Regions from separate parts of the Mus musculus genome. Here all the other regions are linked to region 3. A link is a contact called in public promoter capture Hi-C data. All regions are on one chromosome and are shown on one strand. The core of a region is the stretch at or near the end of the contact, and the rest is flanking DNA. Distances in the headings are between cores, read along the strand shown. Region 1 holds the start of Abca2 (ATP-binding cassette, sub-family A (ABC1), member 2). Region 2 holds the start of Nelfb (negative elongation factor complex member B). Region 3 holds the start of Grin1 (glutamate receptor, ionotropic, NMDA1 (zeta 1)).

Region 1 (2,935 bases), core at 105-2,604, 110 kb after region 3:
GGTGGGGAGGTGGGTGGTGTTGGGGTAGCAAGTAAACCTCTTATATAAGGGACAACCTGTCTTCTCAGTCACCCCTGCTTTCCAGCCCCTTTTGTGCAGTCTGGCTAGAGCAGGGAGGCCTGATCTGGTAGTCACAATGGATGACTGTGGTAAATTTTCACAGTTGTGATGTCTCAGCATCATTTTGAATATAAACCTAACTTTCTCAGGTCAGAATTAGGGCTCTCTGACCTGTAGCAGTTTCCGGTTATGCACACCCAGCCCTTCACGTGGTGTGTCTAGCTCTTCATACCTGGTAAGCATTTCTGCTGCCCTGCCCGCTGGGCATCTGCCTCACCTGCATGGAAATCGCAGGTGGACTGCAGTGACCCCAGGCATATGCACCTTACGTGTTCTAAATTCAGTTAAAACTATGTAAGAAATGTGTTTGGATGATACCCTGGACCTCAAAACAGCTGTCTCCACCTGCAGAGAGAGAGAGAGAGAGAGAGAGAGAGAGAGAGAGAGAGTATTTTGGACAGGGTCTCATGTTGCGCAGGCTAGCTTTGAATTCTCTATATAACCAAGGATGACCTTGAATACTTCATCCCTTCTGCCTCTGCCTTTTTGATGCTGGGATTACACGTGCGTGGTTGCTCTCTATTATTTATTTTATTGAGATATGGTCTCTCTATGTAGACCAGTGTGGACTTGAACTCACAAAGATCTGCTTTTCTCTGCCTCCCTGAGCTGAGCGCTGGGTTAAAGGTAAATCTGCCATGACCTGCTGTTGCTCTGCATTTTGATAATCTAGGTAAACGCCATTTCATCAGCAGGTGGTGGCTCGTCTATGAGGAACACAGAATGCTTTTGTGAAGGTGGTCGAACTACCGCAGTCCCTCTCATCAGGCTCCTCTTTAAAATATCTAAGTCACATCGTGTTGTTGCACCTCAAGCCGCGATGGGATTCTCCTAACGGACCAATGTCTCTCCTCTAAATGAGTGACTGACCCTGCTTCCTGTCTCTACAAGTGAGGAGGGTCAATCTAATGGTGACCAAGCCTCCTTCAGTTTTCCAAACAGGACAGTAAACACCTTGGGTACCCCTCTGCGTAAATCTCTCAATTGGAGACTCATATTTGGAATCTCCTGGGAGAAGCATAGGGTACCTGCGTTCTCCCTAGACCTCGGAAAGGTGCGAGCCGGGATCTTGGTTTAGATGGGGGCTGTGAGGGATCTTGGAAACACTGCATTATGGGTCCAGTGAGCAGCGAGGCCTAGTGCTGTGCGCAGGTGCAGGCGGGCGCGGGCGCCCCCTGGCGGCTACCCGGGCGCAGAGACGCCTTTAAGTGGGGGCGACGGGCGCGGGCGCGACGAGTCTCTGTAGCTGCGGCCGCCGGGGCGGAGCCTGCGAGCAGCAGGTCCTGGACTCTCGAGCGCCCCGCCCCCGCGCGGGCGATGCCGAGCGGCGCGGCCGGCAGCGGGGCCCGGCGGGGCGCGCAGAGGACAGGGCCGCGGCGCTGAAGCGGCGGAGCGCGGCCCGGCCATGGGCTTCCTGCACCAGCTGCAGCTGCTGCTCTGGAAGAACGTGACGCTGAAGCGCCGGAGCCCGGTGAGCGAGCCGCGCCCGCCCTTAGGGGCTCGCAGGCCGCGCGCCCAATTTGCCGGTGCGCTCTCCGCGTGCACGTGCAGTGTCCAGGCGCGCGCAGACCCCGGGAGGGCGCCACCGGAGACCCTGTTCGGGGCCGGACGATTCCGCGGGCTTCCGGGCCTCCGGCAGTGGGTTCGGCTGTGCCCTGGTCCGCTGACACTCGCAGCGCACGGCTGAGTCACGGGCCGGCGCCCTCCGCAGCGCTTTCTGGCAGGCTGGGGTGGGGGCAGGTGGTCCCTGGACTTCAGCTAGAGCTAGGTGCAGGTTCCTGGTCCAGAGCGCTAGCTGGGACACACCATTCAGCTTAGGGACTCAGAGCCCTGGTCCCATCATCTCTGGGGCCCCCATAGGAACCTGTCTTTTCATTCCCTTTACTGGTACTCTGCCCTTGGGCAAGCACCTTAGGCTGAAGCTGGTACCAAACAGCCTTCGCCGCCGCTGCTACCGCCCTCCTCCTCTTCCTCCTCCTCCTCCTCTTCCTCCACCACTACCACCACCACCACCACCACCACCTTCTCCTCCCTTCATCTCCTTTCCTAACCCATCCTGGCAAGTCACAACCCTTACTCCTGCTTTCTCATCCCTGGGAATGTCCTTGTTGTGTGGACTCAACCTGTTAAATCCCAGCACCCTTTGGGGCCAGTTTCTCCTGAGGCTGCTCCTCTGATTTCTCCTGCCTTGGGCCTCTCTTGGGGCTGGGTTCTGCTGAGCTTCTTAGTACCTGTCTAGGCCAGGCAGGGTATAAAGAGTGTTGGGGTACGAGTCCTGTGTGAGGAGCAGGATGCCAGGCACGGATGGCGTTTGCAGTGTTGGTTTTCATCCCAGTCCCTGGAAGAGCAAGGGCATCCAGAGAGTCCTGGGCCAGCAAGAGTGTCCGAGGGCCCTTGGGATTTTCCAGGATGGAGACAAGAGAGTGCAGGACCTAAAAGAAGGGCCTTAACCAGCTCATACCCAGGGACCCCTTGGGCAGCAACACTCCACCTATGTTCTTTGAGTACTTTAGATTCATAATAAGAAACTCTGGTCTGTAGGCAGGGTGGGTAGCAGTCATCACCACAGCCTGGCAGAATTCCCGTGGGCACCTGGCCCTGGCTGATTGCCAGGACTGGGTACATTCTCTGTTCTGGTTGGCTGGTGTGGGGTCTGAAGGGGCAGCCCTGTGACTATAGCTTTTGAGTCCCTGGGAAGAAGGGACACAGAGTGTATGTAGGCATGCCTTAGTGCTAGCTAGCCCAAAGTTGCTTATCAGGAACACCCCTCAGGGCTTGGGAATAGAGGCCACAACATAGTTCCTGCCACAGCAAG
Region 2 (2,903 bases), core at 204-2,703, 110 kb before region 3:
GGTACAACTCCTTGTCAGCCATCACCAGCTTCAGCTTCTTCTCAGGAACCTACACAGTAAACACCACAGCTCCCTGCAAGCCCTGCCTGTGTCGCCATGAGGACACAGCTGCCTCCATGAGGCCTCAGCTGCCCACAGACCCTACAGAGCCCAGACTGTGATGGACCTCCAACTCTTAGCAGGTGAATTCAGGCATCCAGAATCTCCACAGTCCTCTTCCCACAAAAGACCCACCCTGCACTTCAAGGGATAAATATTTCCATTTGGCTCAACCAGGGGAAGTGTGTGATATAAAGAAGGGGCCCAGAGCTTGCTGGAGGGCAAGTCCATCAAACTTTCCCAGAGCTAAGCAACTTCCTGCACTAAACACACAGTCTGAGAGGCTGGCCCCACAGTTCTCACCTTGGGCAAGTGTTTCATAACACACATCACCACTGGTTGTAGGGATGGCATCTTGACCAAAGAAAAGCTCTTTTCCAGAAGGTCTTCCAGCTTCTTGTACCTGCACAGATTTGCACAGCTGAGGAAGTGTGTCTCCACATGCAGAACATACAGAGAAGAGGAATCCCTCAAACACATTCCATTCCAGGTTGTATCTACAGGTAGGGCTGTGCAGCCATGGAGACCATCAATGCTACTCACAAAGATAAGCAGCTTCCTGGTAGAGACCCACCTCTCCTCTGCCTTTCCCTCAGAGGCAATTGCTGACACTCGTTCCAGAAGTTTGTCACGTAGTTCATCAAACACTGACTGATGGAACTCCAGCCGCGGTGTCCCGTGTAGATCCAAGAAGGGCAGGGCCGACTGCAGGGAAGGCAGCAACACGCCATTCTCTGTCTGGAGAAGCAGAGGGTAAACGCGTACGCATTTTGCTTGGCCGCAGCCAAGTCAGCACGGACACCACGGATGCCGAGTACTAGGGTCCGCCATAGTAACAGCGGAAAAGGGAAAACACTCAGTTACTCAGCGGGTCCCTAGCGCAGAACCTTTAGCGCCTCCATCCAAGCGTCGGGAGCGCGCCGAATTGTGTCCAGCTTCCCTAGCTGCCCCGGCCCCTTCTGCCCACCTGAAATTGTTCAATGGCCTTGAGAGGCTCGGTGCAGTTGGTCAGGGTCTCTTTCAGGTCCTCGCCATTGGCCACGCCCAGGTCCTGGAGCCCCGCGAACATGGCGGAGGCTCCGGCGGACGCTCGGCTGTGTACCCCATCCCCACCGCGCTCCGCTGGAGCCGTAGCGGACCCTGACGGAGCCCCAGAAGCCCTCTCCACGGTGCCACGAGGACCCCCCAAGCCCCGTTCGCCCGCCGCCTCCAGTGTGGCCAGATCGCGTCAGCAGAGCAGCTCGCACGGACCCACACCTCCCACTTCCGCCCTTGACTGCCTAGGTCCAGCAGCCAATAGGCCCCGGGAAAACGCCTCCGCCGCCCGCAGGTTCCGAGCAGCGACTTGCTACCCAGTGAGAGGTCGTGAGAACGTGCTCAAGGGGCGGGGTCGAGATGTGAAGTTACCCCATCTCCGGAGGCCTTAGCCACTCTAGCCCGCGCTCTTGTCAGTACGATGAAAATTTCAGCTTTTCAGTTCGACTGCTCTCTGGGAACCAGAACCTACGACAGTTTCAGGGGATCTGATGCCCTCTTCTGACCTCCACAAGCACCATGGGGTATACAGACATACATGCATTTATATGCATAAATGAAGTCACTTTTTAAGTGAGTTCTGGTTTGGGCTTAGTAGTACAATTTTTTTCCCCCTTGAGACATGGACACTTTAGACTTGGTTGTCTCAAACTCAGACCCTCTGCTTCCTGACTGCTGGGGTTAAAGGCTTGTGCTGTCACACTTGGCAATGATGCATATCTTTAATCCTAGCACTTGGGAGGTAGAACCAGGAGACTCTCTGTTAGTTCAGGACTAGCCTGGTTTACACAGTAACTTCCAAGACAGCCAGGGCCTGTCTGGGGAGGATGGAAAGAAAGAAAGAAATCAGCTCTGAGAGCTAGGAAAATAATAGCTCAGCAGTTAAGAACGTTTTCTGCTTATTGCAGGGGGCCTGGGTTCAGTTCCAGCACCTACATAGCAGCTCTGTAACGTCACTTCCAAGGAATCTAATGTCTTCTGGGTACTAAGCACACATACACATACATACAAGCAAACAAAACACCATACACATAAAATACATTTTAAAAACGTTCTTTAGTGAGATCTGTGTCTGGGTGTGGAAGAAAGTATGGAGAGAGCTCTGGAGAAATTGCTATTACTAGCTGCAGGGCAAGGCTCCTGAAGGGGGCTACTTCTAAGTAGGAAGGCAGATCAACAGTGCTGAGGGAACCATCATTGGGCAGGGGCTAGGGTGGGAAGGCTTTGGGCGTGGGTTCTCAGAACACAAGTTACCAAACCCAGTTGACTCTTCAGGTCAAGGCTCCAGGGGAGTAGGGCCAGTGTCTGGTGAGCTGATTCCCTGGGTCCTACCTCAGTGGGCTAGGCAAGGCTGTCTGCAGACAGGTGTCTGCACCCCAGGTTCTGACTTCCCATCCCATCCCAATAGTTCCTCAGCCCAGCAAGCATCCCTGATCCTCAGGTAGATGCTGGACCTTAGGTGAGTGGATTAGATTGTCCCACATTGCCTTTTCCTATTCTATCCTAGGTCAGAAAGCTTAGGGTTAGTTCCCAGACTGCCATTTCAATCCTGAAGAAAAGAACACCACGCAGGAACAGAGAAAGCCAGAAATACCAGGGAAGCAGAAAGCCACATATTCAAGACAGCCCATTGGGCAAAGGATGGGCAACCAGGCACACCAGAGACCACAGTTCAGAAGAATCATTTGCATCTTGGTATAGTGGGGTGAAAGGGGACTCTGGGAAGACTCTTCTTGTTGGACAGCCTAAGCCAGAAGAGTGGGTGAGGG
Region 3 (2,894 bases), core at 217-2,716:
GGTCACATTGTATGTAGGTATGCATGTGTATGAAGGTATGTAGGTATTCTTGAGCAAGGGCTGGAGCATGTTTGCACTATACACACCAGTGTGTCTATCTTGATATAGGACTCTCATGATGGAAGCAGTGTTGCTATGTGCACTGACCATATCAAGCAGGGTGTCCATGGATATACAGATGTGTGTGAGTGAGCATGTGCAGTTGACTGTGTTATTTTGAGACGTAGTGTGTGCTAGTGCCATGTGCATGAACATGTGTGTGAGCAGATATGTTCATGGATGTAGATGTCCTTTGAAAAGCAAGTATTAATAGACTTGGCACAGTCTCTGTTCCTGTCCTCATTTTACATAAGATGGTGCATTGCAGTGACTCTCATGGCTTCATTGGAATTCAGCAGCCAGTTCAGCTAGGGGAGGACAGCTTCACCAGCAACATGTCCTCCCCTGCAGCACACTGCACTCAGCTCCCACTCTGTGCCTTGGTGTCTCTGGCATGCGCAGTCCTCACTCCAACCCCTGCAGAGCCTGTTTGCTCTGGCACCTGGACCATCCTATGCAGACCCATGAATGGGGGAAGGGAAGAGAGGTAAGGAAAGAAACAAAGATAGCCCCAGGCCTCATCCAGCCAGTTCCCTGAAGTGCTCCTCCATCTTGTGCTCAAAATGTCTAGAACCACACTGACTAGATGGAACAGATCACCAATGATAGTCACATGACAGCACACATGGTCCTCTGAGGACCAGTCCAGGGGGAACCAGCAGACACAGACATTTGTCCCAGGCCTTTCCAGGGACCAGTTGGCTTGGGGTGGTCTGGTAAGGAGACTGAGAAGGACCAGGGAAGGATCGAATGAAACTGGGGCAGTGGAGGATGGTGGAGGAGCAGGGGAGAGAGGAAGTAGTGGTCACCTGGCTAGAGATGAGGTCCTCACACACTGACAGGGCCATCTGTATGGCGTTGGGCTTGTGGGTGACAGAAGTGGCGTTGAGCTGTATCTTCCAAGAGCCGTGTCGCTTATTGGCCTGGTTTACTGCCTCGCGGAACATCTGCTCGTGCTTGCGCGTGCTCAGCACCGCGCCGATGTTGACAATCTTGGGGTCGCAGGCAGCGCGGGCGAAGGAGCAGGAGAAAAGCAGGGCGAATGTCAGCAGGTGCATGGTGCTCATGAGCCTCGGGCACAGCGGGCCTGGTTCTGGGTTGCGCGAGCGCGACCACCTCGCGATGTACGGACCCCCGGGCCCCCGCGCGGTCAAGCACCCGCGGATTCTTCAGGAGCCCAGGGCGAGCGCGGCGGGTGCTGTCCGAGGTGCTGAAGCGTATTGGGCGCTGCTCGAACACCCGCGCGGAAAAGGCGAAAAAGACAGCTGCCTGGACTGTGCGACTGGTCCCGATGCTGCGGCGACTGCAGCAGCTGCGGAGTCGTGAGCGGGACCTACGCGTTCTACCCCTCCCACCGCCCCCGCTTCCTGACGCGGAGTCGAGCGCGCGCCTCCTGACGCGCGCCTGCGTTGGCGTAAATGCTTGGAGCGCGCGAGTGAGACGCGCCCACGTGGGCATGTGCACGCGCGTTAGCATACAGAGAACCAGGGACAGTCATCCGTGTGGTCCCGACTTGCGATAGCTGAGCCGGGTTTCTTATCACCACGTGCACCTGCACTCTTAAGTGTATTTAAACAGGAGGGAATGCATTGTGAATGCTTGAGTGTGCGCGCTCAAGTAGAAGTTCTTACCTACAGTTTGTAATATTTTGGGACTTGATTCTTCCAAGGTCAGGAAGAGGCCCTGTCCCTCTATACCGCTGGGGGAAGGATATTGGTGATTTCCTTCTGATAGGGCTCAGTATTATAGGAGAGAGTTGGATACACTCTAGAGGGTGAGATAGGATTGCTAGAGTTCAAGGCCAGCCTGGGCTACATAGTGAGTAACAGGATCTGTCTATAAATAAATAAAACCAAATTGGAGGGAGGGGAACACCACACCTTGGATCCGTGACTTAGACTCCCTTCTGGAGGTTAAGAATAGGTGTGACGGCCGGGCGGAGGTGGTGCACGACTTTAATCCCAGCACTCTGAAGGCAGAGGCAGGCAGATTTCTGAGTTCGAGGCCAGCCTGGTCTACAAAGTGAGTTCCAGGACAGCCAGGGCTATACAGAGAAACCCTGTCTCGGGGGGGGGGGGGGGGAAGGAAAGGAAAGAAAAGAAAAGAAAGAAAATTTAAAAAGAAGAAAAAGAAAAAATAGGTGTGACATTGGCTCCTCTACTATAGAGTGGTACCTTCTAGGAGACCTGAAGGAGACCAAGGACAGAGGAAGCTGTTTATAGCAGCTAAAGCAAGGTTAGACATCAGGCAGCACTGTCTGAATTAGATTATTTTGTATTCCCTGCTTCCTCTCTTTGGCTGTTCACCAGTGTGAACTGCATCTTGCTCCCAGCAGTCATTTCCCAGAGCTCTCCTTGTTTCTCAGTCTGGCAATCCTAATTCTTTGTCCCCCTCCTGCCATGTAAAGTACAGCCTTTCCCAAATTAAAAAAAAAAAAAAAACTGCTGAAGCTCCACCCCTGCCAGTGACATCAGTATTTCCAATAGCAACCAGGATTTTGCAGGCTCCCCTGTAAATGCTTCCTAGGGGATAAAGGAGGAGGTCGTCACACCTATGTGCTGAGCAGTGCAGGGGAGAATCCTGGACCCACACGTTCACACTCCTGAGTCCTCTTGTTAAAGCTGTCTTCCAGAGCAGAGGACAGGCAGGCCTGTGGCACTGTCTAAGACCCCTGTCTTGGCTCCCTTTCTTTTCTCTGCTGCCCGGAGGTTCCATGTCTGCACACTCTCTGTTCTGGCATTAAAGAACACAGAGGAAAGAGCTCAGCCTCATGGCCTCGAGGCTCTAACAGCTTT

Evidence for each region. Capture Hi-C pulls out chosen DNA fragments and counts their contacts.
Region 1: a contact with region 3 is called in a promoter capture Hi-C map of adipose tissue. The contact joins the promoter of Abca2 here to the promoter of Grin1 in region 3. A contact is called at or near these places in 14 of 39 promoter capture datasets (the 3T3-L1 cell line, 3T3-L1-derived adipocytes, the C10 cell line and 8 more), 2 of 484 Hi-C or Micro-C datasets (both in embryonic stem cells), 3 of 115 datasets of contacts at active chromatin or transcription factors (effector CD8 T cells, embryonic stem cells and pancreatic cancer cells) and 3 of 9 other capture datasets (adipose tissue, liver and pancreatic islet).
Region 2: a contact with region 3 is called in a promoter capture Hi-C map of liver. The contact joins the promoter of Nelfb here to the promoter of Grin1 in region 3. A contact is called at or near these places in 17 of 39 promoter capture datasets (3T3-L1-derived adipocytes, the HPC-7 cell line, HPC-7-derived erythroid cells and 12 more), 2 of 15 datasets of contacts at CTCF or cohesin (the NIH/3T3 cell line and embryonic stem cells), 4 of 484 Hi-C or Micro-C datasets (the HPC-7 cell line, female germline stem cell-derived STRA8 germ cells, neural progenitor cells and 1 more), 10 of 115 datasets of contacts at active chromatin or transcription factors (the 230-238 cell line, the HPC-7 cell line, cardiomyocytes and 6 more) and 3 of 9 other capture datasets (adipose tissue, liver and pancreatic islet).

The regions. Positions count from the first base shown.
Region 1 is chr2:25,427,245-25,430,179 of GRCm38.p6, forward strand. Abca2 (ATP-binding cassette, sub-family A (ABC1), member 2) reads left to right here and starts at 1,355. Exons shown (of 49, transcript NM_001368624.1): 1 at 1,355-1,591. The coding sequence starts at 1,526.
Region 2 is chr2:25,210,036-25,212,938 of GRCm38.p6, forward strand. It overlaps Nelfb (negative elongation factor complex member B), which reads right to left and starts at 1,454. Exons shown (of 13, transcript NM_021393.3): 1 at 1,067-1,454; 2 at 674-837; 3 at 403-502; 4 at 1-49. The coding sequence starts at 1,312. It overlaps Stpg3 (sperm tail PG rich repeat containing 3), which reads right to left. Exons shown (of 6, transcript NM_028961.1): 6 at 2,524-2,903.
Region 3 is chr2:25,317,721-25,320,614 of GRCm38.p6, forward strand. Grin1 (glutamate receptor, ionotropic, NMDA1 (zeta 1)) reads right to left here and starts at 1,467. Exons shown (of 20, transcript NM_008169.3): 1 at 909-1,467. The coding sequence starts at 1,166.